Regions from separate parts of the Zea mays genome. Here region 1 is linked to region 2. A link is a contact called in public Hi-C data. All regions are on one chromosome and are shown on one strand. Each heading gives the region's core, a stretch centred on a gene start, on an enhancer-like site or on the middle of the called end of the contact. The rest is flanking DNA. Distances are from core to core; before and after follow the strand shown.

Region 1 (7,889 bases), core at 5,327-7,826, 310 kb before region 2:
CCCGCTCTCACAGTCACGCTCCGTTCCGTTCACTCTGCAACCAAACAAAAAATAGAACCGCTCCGTTCCAGATTACCAAACACAGACTAGAGCGGCTCTGTTCCTAGAATCAGGGATGGAACGGCTCCGTTCTAAATGGCTCCTCAACCAAACACTACCTTAATTCTTATGCACAACTCTAAACAAGTGTGTGAACCATAGGTAGTTGTAGCTTCGCAAAAAAAAAATCTGGAGTACTATGTCAAAACTGGAAAATAATATGAATGTATTTTCCAATGCAATTCTGCTCTTAACGTTATTTATTAGTCAAAGTCCAAATATACTCATCAAAGAATGGGACTGTAGGCTGCGATGAAAGGCTATGCAACCCAATCCTTTGGTGATTGGTAGTCTGATGCAAGTTCCAAGGTTGATGGGGAGATTAGACAGGGCCTCAATTCAATGATCATCTTGGGTGCTTGGTCTATTTGGAACCTCCGCAACCGGTGTGTTTTTGACAGAGTATCACCGAGTTTATCCTTGATAATGGTCCCGGTTAGAGATGAGTTGAAAAATTGGGATTTAGCTAGGGCATGTGGTATCCCCTACCTCACTGCCCTAGCAAGTGCGGAAGTCTAGGTCAGATTTTTTGGGTTGCTCTTGGTCAATTTCCTTTTTCTTTTAGACAACAGGGGTTTTCCTTGGATCCCTAGTGTGGGTTGCTCTTGGCTCGTGTTGAGTGTTCAGTGTTGTTTATAAGGGTTCTATACCCATTTTATTCTTCTTAGAACAATGATACGCAGCTCTCTTGCGTGCTCGAGAAAAAAGTCCAAATATATTGAATTGTGCATATTCTAAAACAACGTTACTTCTAACTACTCATGGTTATTAAGGTGCTGCCTAGGTGTCCGAGCGGTTTTTCAACCAAGGCATCGGGCTTGCCACAGCTTTCTTGTGTGTGTCGTCACCTCCCGCACCAAGTCGTCGACAAGGCATCAGGCAACTCCAAACAAGCGCCACATGTGAAAAAAGGTGCGGAGGCACAGGAGGAAAAGAGCCACGTGTAGGAGAAAAAGACGACAGGGAAGAAACGCAAGGTTGCACGCACGCGGCAAAAGCGGGAAGTATGCGCCCCATGCATACAACTCTGACGAGAAGCTCCTCCATCCATTCACGCCAATTGAGAAAGGGTCAGAGGGGGAGCGAAAGAGAGGAACAAAGGGAAGAGAAGAGGGGAACCTAGAACCAATAGAGCTGAATTCCCAGCAACCATGTGCGGAAGTACAGCCACGCCTCTCTGCTGGTGAGCGACCAGCGTGGCTCCGCTAGTGAGTGACTGCACAACCCTGCACCACTCCACCAGTCTACGCGCAACCGTGACTCTGCTTCTACCCTTCTCTCTGCAGTCAGCACCCAGTTCCTAGTTCTTCCCTTCCCTCTGTTCTGTTGCCTGTGTTTCCTCTGTTCTGGTGCTTGTTTGTGTTTGGCTTGGCTTGCTTAATCTTACAGCTTAACTGGTTGTGCATGCTGGTTTTTCTTGTGCACTACTTATTGTCTTATTTTGTAATGCGAAATTGTGAGCTAATACAAATCATGTCAACTAGACTCTAAGCAACACTAGTAATTAAGTTGTTATGTCATTAGAGACTAATTTGTTGCTATTGAGAACTTTCAGATTTGCTGTTTTGCTAATTTATGTTGTGCAATAGTACTCTAGTACCATTACTTACTATGGTATCGCATGCTAAGAATTGGCAATATTAAGGTATATTTTGCTTCAAAGTTCTAGTGCATTATATATTAAGATGTTTGTATGCCATCGCCTCGCCGCGCACCTTAAGCGCCTAGGTGTCTGGAAAGAGGTGGCTTGCTGCAACCCCGCCTTACCACCTTAAGAAGCATGTGTTCATGAAATTACACTGCAATTGAACAGAATTTCATCTCATCCAATCCCCAAGTTAGTTGAGCATCAAGGGGACTAGTGACAGCTTCCGCGGCACAGTAGAAGTTTCCCCTCATTAACAGTACTCCCTCAGTTCATTTAGGCATAAAAATATGAACAATTAGTCAAATTACACGCATGCTTAGTGTCTAAAAGTTACACAAATAGATTCATATTTCAAATAGACTGATTTTGTAGCAAATGATGATATATATAAAGAGAAATTGGTTCTCATGGTACACCTCTAATGACCTTTTCAAATTCTAATATGCCAATTACAAACGGGCAATTATGGATGCAGAATTGCAGATCATTGTCAATTCAAAACAAAACAGCATCCCACAAAGTGAAGTTACAAGCGATGCAACTAAGGATATATACTATAGGAAATGAGCAATTAAGGATATAAATCAAAAATCAAAGCAAAGCAAAGCAGCCATTTTACTTACCAGACCACTGAGAAATCGCAGCAATATCCTAATCCTATCACGATTTTCATTGTGCAAGGCATCCTGCAATCAAGGCATCAGTCACTCTTAAAGCTACGGTAATCACAAATTTAACAGTGTGTTTATGTAAATGTAACAATGGTACCTCTAGGTTAGCCTGTGTGGTATCTACAATAGCCTTACTGAAGTCTTCATTTTCTAAGTTTATCAAACCAATCTGAGATAAATAAAAAAAGAAACAAAGTACAACCCAAAGAGTTAGGTTTATTAAACATGATCCATGAGATTATAATCATGTTCTTACAATAAATACCATGGATCAAAAAAATATTCTGAAGTTAGTTGTATATCTGTACATATAATACATCAATAATATTAGGACCAAAAGTGTTGTTTAAACACATCATCATGAACTATGGACTAGCTTGGTTACGAAACAGAAAAACTTATAAGCATTTGCTAAGTTTCTTGCCCGCAAAAAGAGGGATATCAATTTTGCCCATGTTTATTTCATCCAATCCAAGTTAACAAAAAAAAACAAGCTACATGGTTAGGTCCTCATGGAAAAGAGCAACCAAAACTCAAGAGTTTAGCACCATAAATGTCTCACATTGGTCTGTCTCATTGCACGAGCACGACTGTGTTTACAGTGTGTTTTAATCTATGTTGCATCTTGCATTTTTTTGCCAAAAAAACTGCATTGTTTCAATCTGTGTTGCATCTTGAATTTTTTTTCTCGCAGAAAAATGCAAGCTGCAACCTGATAGATTAAAAGGGCAGACCCTGTGCCAGAGGCTCCCACATGAGTGGGTGTGGGAAGGGATAAATCTAGACAAGCATCCCCCCTCCAATGTGGAGAGGCTGCTTCGAACCCGCAACTTGGTGAGTCAATGAGACAGCTCTCACCACTGCACTAGGTCTATCCTTCTAGCATAGTAGATTAAAACACACAGTAAAACTTCCTGCTCATGTAATGAGACAGACCAATATTATTAACCAGAGGAGATCATGAGACACATGGTTACTATCTTTGCATGTAAATATACACACCATTCAGAATATTTCCTAATTCCAGCATACATATGGAAATGATGAGATAAGAACATGTTTGCCATTAGTTTCCCCAAAAAATGTTCACATTTGGCACATTGGCTTTGGCATGGCAACCTCCACAGAGGGTATGTGACAGTTAACAAACAATCATACAGAAGCAGCAAACAATAATGAAAGTATATTCATTCATAAATGAAAAAGGATCAGGCTATGACATTGTGTTCGCGTGCAAGGTGCCAAGGTCAGTAAGGCCTCTCTCAGAACTCAGAAGTGTATGAAATTATGAACTGGGGCATCAGTGAACATTGCCGTCTTCTCTCAATATCCATGAAAAAATCATGTAAACCACCATTATAGGATCTCAATTTGATTCATGCTCATGTATCACTATGCCAGTGACCTAAACACAAAGTACAATACACAGAACTCCCTAACACTTAAGAAATATAAAGGGATGAAATGCGCATATGGAGTTTTCTTTGATAACGCTAGTATTTGTTGTCATATCTTATGGACACAAAGGGAATTATGAGCACAGTTACAAGTGAGCATTACATGCATAATTGCTCCATACATAATTTTAGAATAGAAAGGGTACATATAATAGCAATATGGTATATGCTTTAGAGTAAATAGATTTGCGTACCAAAACTCCAAAGAAAGGAATCTTGTGAGGCAATTGTTCTGTGCATTGAAGGAGAAACTGCTCGAGCAAAGAAAAAATTTCAGTTAGCAGCACCTCAAGGTACTTCAGTTTTATACAAAGACATGCCTTCCAGGCCCATAAAAAGTAAAGCATGCAGCAACTGGATTACTGGAATATACTTTTTTGCATACATTTTTCCTATCTATATTCACTGGCAGAAAAGAATAGAATGCACTCACTCACAATGGTGTCATGATCGAGATACAGATTGGTGTTACAATCCCACAAAACTGACATGACATGGGGTCGGTTCTAAGGCCAGACTGAATCTCATACTATTATATTAATTTATAATGTCTGATCGTTGAACAGCTAAATTATGAAATATCTTATGACCAAATATCATTTATTATGTTGACCAGTTAAATTGTTTCTTTCATAAATATAATTGAGTTTTATTGCAGACAAATTGAAATAAAATAAGCATGTGGGGACATGGGGTTAATCTTTAATTTTTATCTATTTAAAGAATTACTTGCAAATTCCAGCAGACTAAGAATAAGTTTGCGCAATATACCATGTATACTGGTATCATTTGCAGAAAATACTAAGTATAAGCAATGCATTGATTGCGTTCACATAAACATATCTTTTGCCGTTTACTTTTATTTCACACCAGTGTTAGGAACCGGTGTCATCATGCCAGCACAACAGACCAACCTACAGGTGGCATGTGAGTTGCTAGCCTTCAGAGCGACGGTGTGGCTTGCAAATGTGGCAAAAAGGCTTGGTATATAGTTATGGACGTGAAAATAAATTGAAGCTCATTTATATCATCGACAGCAAAAGGGTTCTGTTGCACATTCTTAATCATATGATATGATCTGATCGATTAAGGGAAAAGCTACAGGCTTGTCGTAATCTGGACAACCAGGATCTTAGTTACTTTGTAAAATTCAAATTTTGGATTAGCTAATGGACTACATCTGGAAGCAGCCCAGTTAGAATTACTTGTTATAATATTTGCAAAAATGCCCAGATTAGCAAATAGGAACAATAATATATGAACAGGCTCGACTGCTGCATACTTACCTCAAATATTGCATCTCTGGAGTGTTCATATTCTCGGGATAGTACACCATAACAAGTTTCCTATGAAGCAAATGTTTGATAAGAACATGTTTAAGATAAATTACACAAATCATATAACCATATCATCCATATTCATACATTGAAACAAATATATGATAGTGTGTAAATACACAATATGGAGCACTGTTCTAACTATGTGTGCAGAAATTAGTTATGCACCTTTATTTTGTACCCTACTTATATCATGTCCATTCTTTGCTGGTGAAATCATTTAATTAAACTGCACAACAAAAATGACATCATAAGAACTCTACTTGTTGCACTTAAAAGTTAAGACCTTATGGGACATTTGTTGCCATCGACTAAAATCGCTGATTCACTTACAAAAGTTTCAACAGAAGCACAACAATCCATGACCATGAAGCCAGATTTGTATATCTAGGATTTACAAACTATTCCATTTCGTTTTTTTTTTTTGGGGGGGGGGGGGGGGGATGCTGCACTGGCTGCACTAACAGATGTGCGAACTTTCAGGTGGGTAAGCACAAAATAATAATAATTTCCATTCAGATTTTATTTCCTGACAGAACCGTTAAAACGTGATAATTTGTCTACATGATAAAATCTAGTTAGATCAAACAGCAATATTACATATACCACATCCAACAAAGAGTCACAAGCCTGAGGTTCTGATACTTAGAAGAAATAAGCAAAACCCAAGGTAAGGTCTGGATACCACAAACAATCAGGAAAATGGCTGCATCGCAATTCCAAAGCGTAGTTTCTATCAAAATCTAAAAGTAAAGTGATCTACCAGTATTTTTGTTCTGGCAGCATTTAGTACAAGCATACAAACATTTTTTTTAACCAGCACAAACTGCAGCAGTCCAATAATACTAAAACCTAGGTCTCAGGCTCCTGTGCGGCTGTGCGAGTAACTACGGTTTTTAGCTCCCCACCCACTCTGACCAACAGCAACGGCAACCAAACACCAAGCGCTCCAAGCTAAGCTCATATCCCCAACTATAAATCGCCGCTCGGATAACCTAGGGTTCCGAGAGCAAGGAGAGCAGAGGGGGGAAACAGTATGGGAAGAGGAAGGGGCTCTCACGATGTGTTCCTTGTGGTCGGCGGAGCCCCCATACTCGGCGCATCTATCGCCGATGCGCAGCAACAGCGTCCTCCAGCCCGCGCTCATTGCGCCCGCGGCGATGAAGTGGGCGTAGCGAGCGATGTCGGGTGCGTGGGGCGGAGGCGGATCGAGGCTCGAGAGGGACTGAGGGAGAGGAGGGTTTTGGTTCGTGTCGCAGGTTTTTCGTTTCTGGTGCGGCGCGAGTTGAGATACATATAAGAGACTGTTTTTGGTTCACTCGGTGCCGCTAACTTTTTACTCCACGACATGTACAATACATATACTATCCGTTTGGTTACCCGCACCATGTAGCACTGAGCCACCGTATGCATTGACTTTATATGAGTTTCTGTTTGGTTGATTGTATACTCGAGACGTGTACCGCATGAGTAGATGCAAAATAAGTGATTTTGACTGCATCCGGAGATACGCTTAAAATATACGTATGCAGCCGGCCAGGATAGTGCGCGCCTGTGCGCGCGTGCCCACCCAACCAATCAAGCGAATATTGAACTGTATGTTCGGGTGTCTAAAAGCAGCGGCGGCTCTAAGACCAACTCCAGCGCCTCTGTATGCGGCTCTGTTGACACCTTTTTGGGCGCCAAACACTGCGTGAGAACCGGTGGCGGTGTCTTCTACAGAGGCGCGGACGGTCCGCGGCCAGGGGCCGGACAGTCCGCGACCTGGTACAGGGGCTAGCGTTCCCTGCCTGACGGTCGGACGGTCCGCGCGTACGCAGGGGCGGCGAAGGTCGCCGGCGGCGCCTAGATCTCGCTCCCGGGAGGGATTCCGTCGGGAAGAAGAGATCCTAGGGGTTATAGGCTCGGCAGGCCGACCTAGACTCCTCTAATCGACGTAGAGTCGAAGAGAAGTTGATTTGGGGATTGGAATACTAAACTAGGGCTAAACTAGAACTACTCTAATGCGTAAGGTAAAAACGAGGAATAGATTTGATTTGATCGATTGTTCGGGGGTTCAATCGGCCGTAGCCCTTCATCTATATAAAGGGGAGGTCTGGATCCGCTTCGAACAGATTTTCGAGTCAATTCCACGGTTTTAGGTAACAAATCCCGCGAGAAACTAGGAACCCTAATTGTCTCTGCGCACGCCTGGACCGTCCACGCCGCCACCGCGGACCGTACAGCCTCAGGGCCGGACCGTCCGCGAGGCCTTTTTGGCTTCTAACACATGCCCCTGCCTTTTGGTGAAGATTGACGAACCAAAAGCATATGTACTAAACCTGATGTAAGTCACCGGCTTTTCAAAATAGAGATCATTCAATGAAGCACCAATGTATAAAGGTCGTTTTGGATTGTATCTTTCTCGGCCACGACCATTTGATCAATGCATCAGAATGAATAGAATGGAGGTGCCCCCAGTCTGGATAGACAAAGGGACTATACATGTACCATGGATTTATCGTCGTGTCGTTCCACATTTGAGTAGAACAATATAGCGATGATGAATAAACGGGTGGAAAATACCCTGGTCTCATAGGATGAACAGGCGATGCTTGTCGCGTCGCCTTTTGGGCCGTTTTGTTCGGCCGTTTCGTTTTAGCAGGTGACCGAGGTTTCTTTGTTGACCGATCACGTG
Region 2 (7,362 bases), core at 20-2,519:
GACCGTTGGCCCTGGCCGACCGTTGGCTCACCGGACAGTCCGGTGCACACCGGACAGTCCGGTGAATTTTAGCCGTACGCCGCCGGCCAATTTCCCGAGAGCGGCCAGTTCGAGTCGCGCCAGCCTGGCGCACCGGACACTGTCCGGTGCACACCGGACAGTCCGGTGCTCCAGACCGAGCTGGGTCTTGGCAGCACACAGCCAAGTCCCTTCTCCTTTTCTCTATTCTTCTTCTTTCTGTTTCTAACACTTAGACAAATATATTAGTACTTAAAACCAATGTACTAAGGCTTAGAAACATACCTTTACTTCATGATTTTCACCTTGTTCATCCATGTACATAAATTCACATTTAGGCCCTTGTGTTTGCACTCAATCACCAAAATACTTAGAAATGGCCCAAGGGCACATTTCCCTTTCAGGTTCGAACCCATTCCCTGATAGAAGAAGGGCGGGAGACACTGGGTGAAGCTGTCTAACCAGTAGAACATCATCCTCAGATGTTTTTAATATTGAATATAAATTGTATATATGTATATATGTTTTTTTTAAATAAAAAATATATAATTGTGTCGGACCAAGCCAGCACTATAGGCCGATGCTACAGCCCAAGCATAGCACGACGTTCTTGGCTCTTGCAAATATTAGGTCATTTCTAAGACCACATTGGCGCAATGGACTCCATAGTGTTTGAGGTTGCTGAATTGGATGGAGCAACAATGATTTGGCACACTAACAGTAAAATGAAAGGTTATTTGTTGGTTTTAAACGTTAATAATTGCTACGAAGTAGCATAATTTATATGGAGCGCATCCAGTTTTTATTGATGCATTACTTTAGCAATCATTCCATATTTTGATCTATCTTTTTTTATAAATTTGAGTTCATGTGACTTATTTTAGAAACTTAAGCTCACAAACTTTCTCTTATTTGGTCTCTGTATGGTGGAATTATGTCATTTTAAGTCATTATGAACTCTCTTCTAATCGTTCACTTTATTGGCCGTGTTGTATCAATACATATTGGATGGAGTAAACAATAATATCAGTTAGCCAAATCAAAAAAATATTATACGAAGAGCGAAGACCATCAATAAAAAATCTTGAATTTTTTGATGGATAGTTTATATAAGTATTGTTGTAAGCGTGACAACGCATGAACAACCGACTAGTAGTATTTTTTTATACAGATCTGCTGGCCAAACCAATCCCAGTGGCCTCGTTTTCGTTCCAAATCCAATACAGGCGGACCAAGCCTGGCCCGGTCCATTTTCCACCGGTCTACCGCGCCGCGAGACCACCACACCACCAATTTCTGTGTCTCTCCCTGTCACCGTTCTCTCTTGTCTTCCTCCCTTCTCCTTTGTCTTTAAAGCCCGAGCACCCCCTCTCCAGCCCCGTCTCCGCCTCCTCTCTCCCTCTCTACACTCCAACCCACCACCGCCCCGCGACCGGTCCTCGGCCTCGCCGTACTCTCCACTCGCTCCACCCTGCGGCGCGCTGCTCCGTGTTCTTCCCTCCCGCAAACCGTCGGTGAATCTCGCCGCTCCTACCGTCCGGTTCAGATTCTCGCTACCGGTCGGGGGCGTCTGTTTCTCGTCCGGGAGGCCGGAGGGCTCCTCGTGGCCGGAGCCTGGGGGAGGAGCCGCCAGCGCGGCGTGCATGGAGGCTAAGGTTTGCTCGTCTGTCCTGTTCCCTCTAATCTCGCATTCGTTAGTGCTCTCGCTCGGGGGGCCGCGCTGCTCTCGTTTGGTGGCGCGTCGCGCTGTTCCTCGTTATGCGATGGGGTTGTTGCCTTGGGGCGCGCTCCTGGGTTCGGCCATGGGGATTTCGTCGGTGATCACGCGCTCCCGTCGTGTTTCTCTAGGCTCGTATCCGTGCTTCGTGCCCGTGGGCGTGCGTTCTTGCGTGCTGGGTCGGGGTTGATTTGGTCGGCCGTGTCTCTTGGCCGCGAGCCTGTGCTCGGTTTCTCCTTTCCGTTGCTGGTGGTCGGTTGCTTGTTTTCCACGGTGTCATCAGGATTCGCAGTCGTGGGTACGATTGTGGTGGTGCCTGGCCTGAGATATATTAGCTGGATACAATTCGTGGCTTGGTTGGTGACTCTGGAATTACTTGGTTTGCTTGATCTAGTGGCTCTGGCTGTTGTCGGCTCACGGTGACGGTGAGGAGCTGCACAGCATGTTGGACTATAGGTTCTGTTCGTGATGGTGCAGTGCTTGAGCTTGATGCCTTGGTGCTGTTAAATTGTTTTGCACTGCTTGTGGTCTGTGGAGTGATTCAATCCTCCAAGTCGTTTTTCTGTTTCTTTACCGACCCACTTTACACTTGAGACCTATGTTTATCGATAGCCCCTCGATGATGGATCTTATACATGACAGGCATTGACTTCATTTGCTGCCTGCAAGAGCTAGCTGTTACGCAAATTTTCTGTTGGGACTGATAGCATACCATTTTGATGACCCTAGAGTTGTTGTGGTATTGTTTTCTCTAGTACAATTTCTTGCATTGCAGCAAACCTTATTGCATTCTACTGTTTATTCCACAGTAAGATTGCAACTAATAGCCAGGAAAGTCAACTCCTTTTCTGAAAACATTTCCACCCTTAATCTTCTGTTCGGTGATATTATGCTAGGTTTTAATTATTATACAGAGACTTGTACAGGATATAGCTAGGTATAGCAACATCTATATATGTACTTCATATGCTCACTTTCAGTGCAACGGTAGTAAATTACTACTGTTGGTTTCCTTCTTGTTGCAGATAACTTATTTCAATGCTACAACCATTATGCATCATAGGGATGCATGCTAACTCACATGAATTCTGAAAAAAAAAGGAAGAAGATTTCCATGTGCATGCTCCTAGTTTTTCTAGAGTAAATAACAAATCTCATTATTCCTAATGACGATGCACATGTTCTTGTATTGTTGACTATTGTAATGGATCTTTACAATTGCACTTTTTTTGTTATAATTGTGATAGATGGAGTCTGAATCACTCGATTTTGAAGACAATGGAGACCACCAACCTTCATCAGAAGCTTCTCTTGCTTCAGATGTGGTATATGATGACTCGCTTGTATGTCCATGCATTGGAAGTGAGCACCAGGCAGAAATCCCCAATCTTGCTACAGAGGATGAGTGCCGTAAGCTCATGGCCAGTTCACATAATGATTCCATATTCCATGGCTATGGTTACCCTGTTGTGGTTGGGTTAGCTTTACCAATTACGTGGGCATCACCAAGCGAAGTTGATAAGACGGAAGAGGTACTACAAACGCAAAAATGTTCAGAATTTGGAACAAAAGGCAGCACTGGAGATGTGCACAGTCAGGTGACCTCAACTTGTGCAACTAGCAATGACACTGGCATATGTGCTGCAACATTCCAGTATCCACATACAGTAGTGCCTGTAGTTCAAATTAAATCTGACAGTAATCAAGCATACGATGAAAAAATGGTCCCTTGCCCCACTCAAGAAGGACAGAATGTTACCAATAATTCAATAATGCAGCAGAGAGAAACCAAACAATTAAGTCCTCTACCTTATTCACCCGTTGCTCTTTGGAGTGATCTTGAGGCAGAGGTATTTCTCCTTGGGCTCTACATTTTTGGCAAGAATCTCAACCTGCTGAGCAGGTTTCTGGGTACAAAGACTGTTGGTGATGTGCTTGCATACTACTATGGGAAGTTCTACAGAAGAGATACATACAAAAGATGGTCGGACTGTAGAAAGGCAAAAACTAGGAAATGCATTCTTGGGGAACGCATTTTTCAAGGATGGCGACAGCAGGAGCTAATTTCACGTCTGAAATCTAAAATCCCTAAAGAAGCTCATGATTCGTTAATTGAGGTATGTTTCATTGGCACTGGTAGGGAAAAAATGATTCTTTTGTCATTCCATTGTTGTTCACTGATTAATTTGACTTGGTTGAATATGGAATTATTCTTGTTATTTTAAAATTTTAATTTTCTTTGTAGTTTCTCTTGTTACATATGACATCCTAAATATTCCTATTGTTCTATAAAGCAAACACATATTTCTCATAGTAACATTTTTACATTTGATTTGCACCATTTATATTTTTCCATTTTCAGTCATTTCATCCCTTGTTTTGGCTGTCCTTGTCTGGTGTGGTGAGGCAAGCAGAGCTGATAATCCAAACTCACATACGAAGGGTTATCCAAGCATATTTGATTGGTCTGGTGCTCAATGGCAAACTTTTTCTCTCTCAAATACATCCATAGCAAAATGCTTTCATATCTTGCTTTCAAGGACTTCTTTTTCTCGAAAAGCGTAGGAGAACTGCGCCTCATTATATATTAAGAAGAAACAAAGGTCTATAGAAGACCCAGATATATGAATTATGATTATAACATCAGACTGGAAAGATGAATCTGTGGTAGGCGTGCATTTGGCCATTGTGATTCTCTGTTTTGATATCAATTTTGTGAAGAATTATAAATATCAGAATGGAAAATGAAGTTGTTAGGCGTGCATTTGGTCATTGTGATTCTCTGTTTTGATATCATTTTTGTGAAGAAGTGTTCATTACTACCCATTTCTTGAAACTGTTGTATCCATGATAACCATGGTTTTTAAAGCGGTAAGGCGGTCCAAGGTGTTGGACCACTGCCTGGACGCCTAGGCGGCGCCTAGGGTAGGCAGGCAAGGCGCCTAGGCGTTAGACCACCGCCTGGACGCCTAGGCGACGCCTTAAGAACAGTGATGATAACTGTACGATTAAGTTGTGATTATCCAAACACAATTAATGTGTATAGTTTAGTTGCACAGAATAATCACTGACTTGCACACATCATATATTTGTCAACAGCATTGAAGGATGCTGATATTTTGTTATGTAATGCCATATGATTTGTTTTGCTTTCAATTATTGCAGGTTTTCAAATCTTTCAGTGATAGCCAAACATCTTTGAATGAATTTGTCTTCAGTCTGAAATCCACTGTCGGAGCAGAAACTTTTGTGGAGGTGGTTGGGGTTGGTAAAGGGAAGCACGATTTGACTGGATTCGTTACGGACCAATCTAAACCTAATCATGCTCTCTCTGTTCATAGTGACTTGCCTACAGGTAAAGACTGTTCTTCACTTGCTTCAGAAGATATAATCAAGTTCTTAAATGGCGATTTCAGAAGAAGTAAGACTAGATCAAATGATATTTTCTGGGAAGCTGTATGGCCCCGTTTGCTTGCAAAAGGGTGGCACTCAGAGCAGCCCAAGGATGTTAGCACAACTAAGAGTTGCCTTGTATTTCTTGTGCCGGGTATAAAGAAGTTCTCGAGAAGTAAACTCACCAAAGGTACTCATTATTTTGATTCTGTCAGTGATGTCCTTAAAAGAGTGGCAGCAGATCCTGTTCTTCTTGAGTTAAAGGTAGATGCGATAAACAATGGTTTAACTGCTGAGGAAAATGGCAGTATCACAGATGTGAAACTGAACCAGGATAGTCCGTTAGATGGATATCAGGAGCTTCCTAAGTTCACAATAATCGATACTAGCTTAGTCGAAGGGGAAGAGCCATTCAATATACGGGAACTGAGAAACTTACCTGCAGATGCAAATATTACTTTTCTCCTTTCACAACATTCATCTAATATGGTGAGTTACAGCTCCTCTGAAGAGGAAGCTGCCAATGATAGATTATCAGATGACCAGGAAGATTGTGGACGAGTTAAAGCTGAGGCCAAGGAAATTGAAATGGTTTCAGCTGGTTCATTGCAAAACATGGTTACTGCTAATGGCCACTCTTCTAATGTCAATGATAAAATTGATCTGACAGGCATCTATGGCATCAAAACAAAACCTGAAAGGCGCAAGTATTTGTCCCCAGTGTCAAAGCGCAGAAGATTAAATAGCTGTAGTAATGAACAGGCCAGCCGGCGCAGTTTTTCTTTCTCAAAAGGTGGTGGTTTTGAGAAACAGAAAAGCAAGCCACCGTTGATTTCATCCAAACCAGCTGCTGTTGAAGTTGGCGACACTTTTCAGAGTAAAACAATTTCAAGCTGTTCTACAAAGGAGAAGCCATCTGAGCACACAGCAGATGCATTGAACTCCCTTATCGATGATGAGCAAAATGCGAGAATGGTTATGGAGGTTGAAGCAGTGGCTGAAGTTCACTCAAAGGTCATTGCCGTTCAGCCAAAATTTGTCAAAGAAAGAGCTGAGTTTATTGGTCCAGTTGATTTGAATAAGCTGGAAACGCTACATGATGATAAGGCAAGTCGAAGCATTGACACCACATCATTGGGAAATCTTGGTAGCATGAAGGTTGATGAAGCTCCCTCCAGTTCAGACAAGAACATGGCCTGTGATCCTTCAGGGGCAGCAGGAAGACCTGTTAGCGAGGCACCTGATCCTGCTTTGCAGGTGAATGCTCGGAGGCACGGAACCAGAAACAGGCCTCCCACCGCAAAAGCTTTAGAAGCTGTCGCTTTTGGACTTCTTGGAAGCGGGAAGCGGAAGGGTGACCTGAAAAACAGGGCGACAAGCCGGCCTTCTCAGCGAGCTCGCAAATCTGCCAAAGACTTGGTTCCCGTGGCTTCTAGTGGTGACGCAAAGGCGTCCTGCATAGATGCAGAAGAACAGCGATGAGCAGATTTCTGTGGTGACATATGCTGACAATCAACGGCACCATGACAATGTGCGGATGATGAATATCAAGCAACTACATGAGGCCTGGAGCTAAGCTGTCCAAAGCTGGTGGTTACCTTACCATTGTCTAATGCCTACCATTCAGGAGGTCCTGAAGGTGACAATGGTTTTACAGGGTGCATGGTCACCGTTCGTGCGGAGGAACCCATCCTTAGTTTTTTTAGTCAACAGTCTTGTGTCTGTCAAGGCTTGCAAAACCAACTTGTACCGGAGAGAGGGAGGGAAATCGCCAAATTGGCGAATTAAGTTATGCGATACCGGGATTAATGTTTTTGTACATTGGTCTATCGACTTTCCATGGGTGAATTCATCTATGAGCTTCTTTTGCAGGGAAAGAAGGCATTCGTCAGCTTCATAAACCACAACTAACATTGATGGTATCTGCGGTCTTGCATGGCTTCTTCTTTCCCATGCATTCCTTTTTTTCTGGTGAAGGAAAAAAGTATTTCTTAGAGTTGATTTGATGATCAGAAAATTAAAGGGGATCTATAGGAAAAATCTCTTTTATATTTAATTTTGAATAGGAAGAAGATTCGTTCCCATTGATCCCCTCTAATTTTCTAGTCACCAAACAAGTCCTTGTGAGTTTATGATGTCCGCTATTGTGGGAGCGCATAGGGGCTGGTCGGGGTCTTGCCCACGATCGAGCAAAAGGAAAGAATTGTTTTCTTAATTTATGTCTTGCTTGCTTT

What was found. A called contact is a pair of places that touch in the nucleus more often than the background predicts.
Region 1: a contact with region 2 is called in a Hi-C map of ear, with 3 times the contacts expected there. The contact joins the promoter of LOC100384700 here to the promoter of LOC103634765 in region 2. A contact is called at or near these places in 6 of 25 Hi-C or Micro-C datasets (ear, leaf and tassel) and 2 of 3 datasets of contacts at active chromatin or transcription factors (leaf and seedling).

Annotation. Positions count from the first base shown.
Region 1 is chr1:59,142,583-59,150,471 of Zm-B73-REFERENCE-NAM-5.0, reverse strand. LOC100384700 (nuclear cap-binding protein subunit 1) reads right to left here and starts at 6,576. Exons shown (of 19, transcript XM_008657372.3): 1 at 6,273-6,576; 2 at 5,162-5,221; 3 at 4,070-4,126; 4 at 2,516-2,587; 5 at 2,371-2,433. The coding sequence starts at 6,359.
Region 2 is chr1:58,823,041-58,830,402 of Zm-B73-REFERENCE-NAM-5.0, reverse strand. It overlaps LOC103634765, which reads left to right and starts at 1,269. Exons shown (of 3, transcript XM_008657354.3): 1 at 1,269-1,673; 2 at 2,983-3,852; 3 at 4,901-7,343. The coding sequence starts at 1,662. The coding sequence ends at 6,610.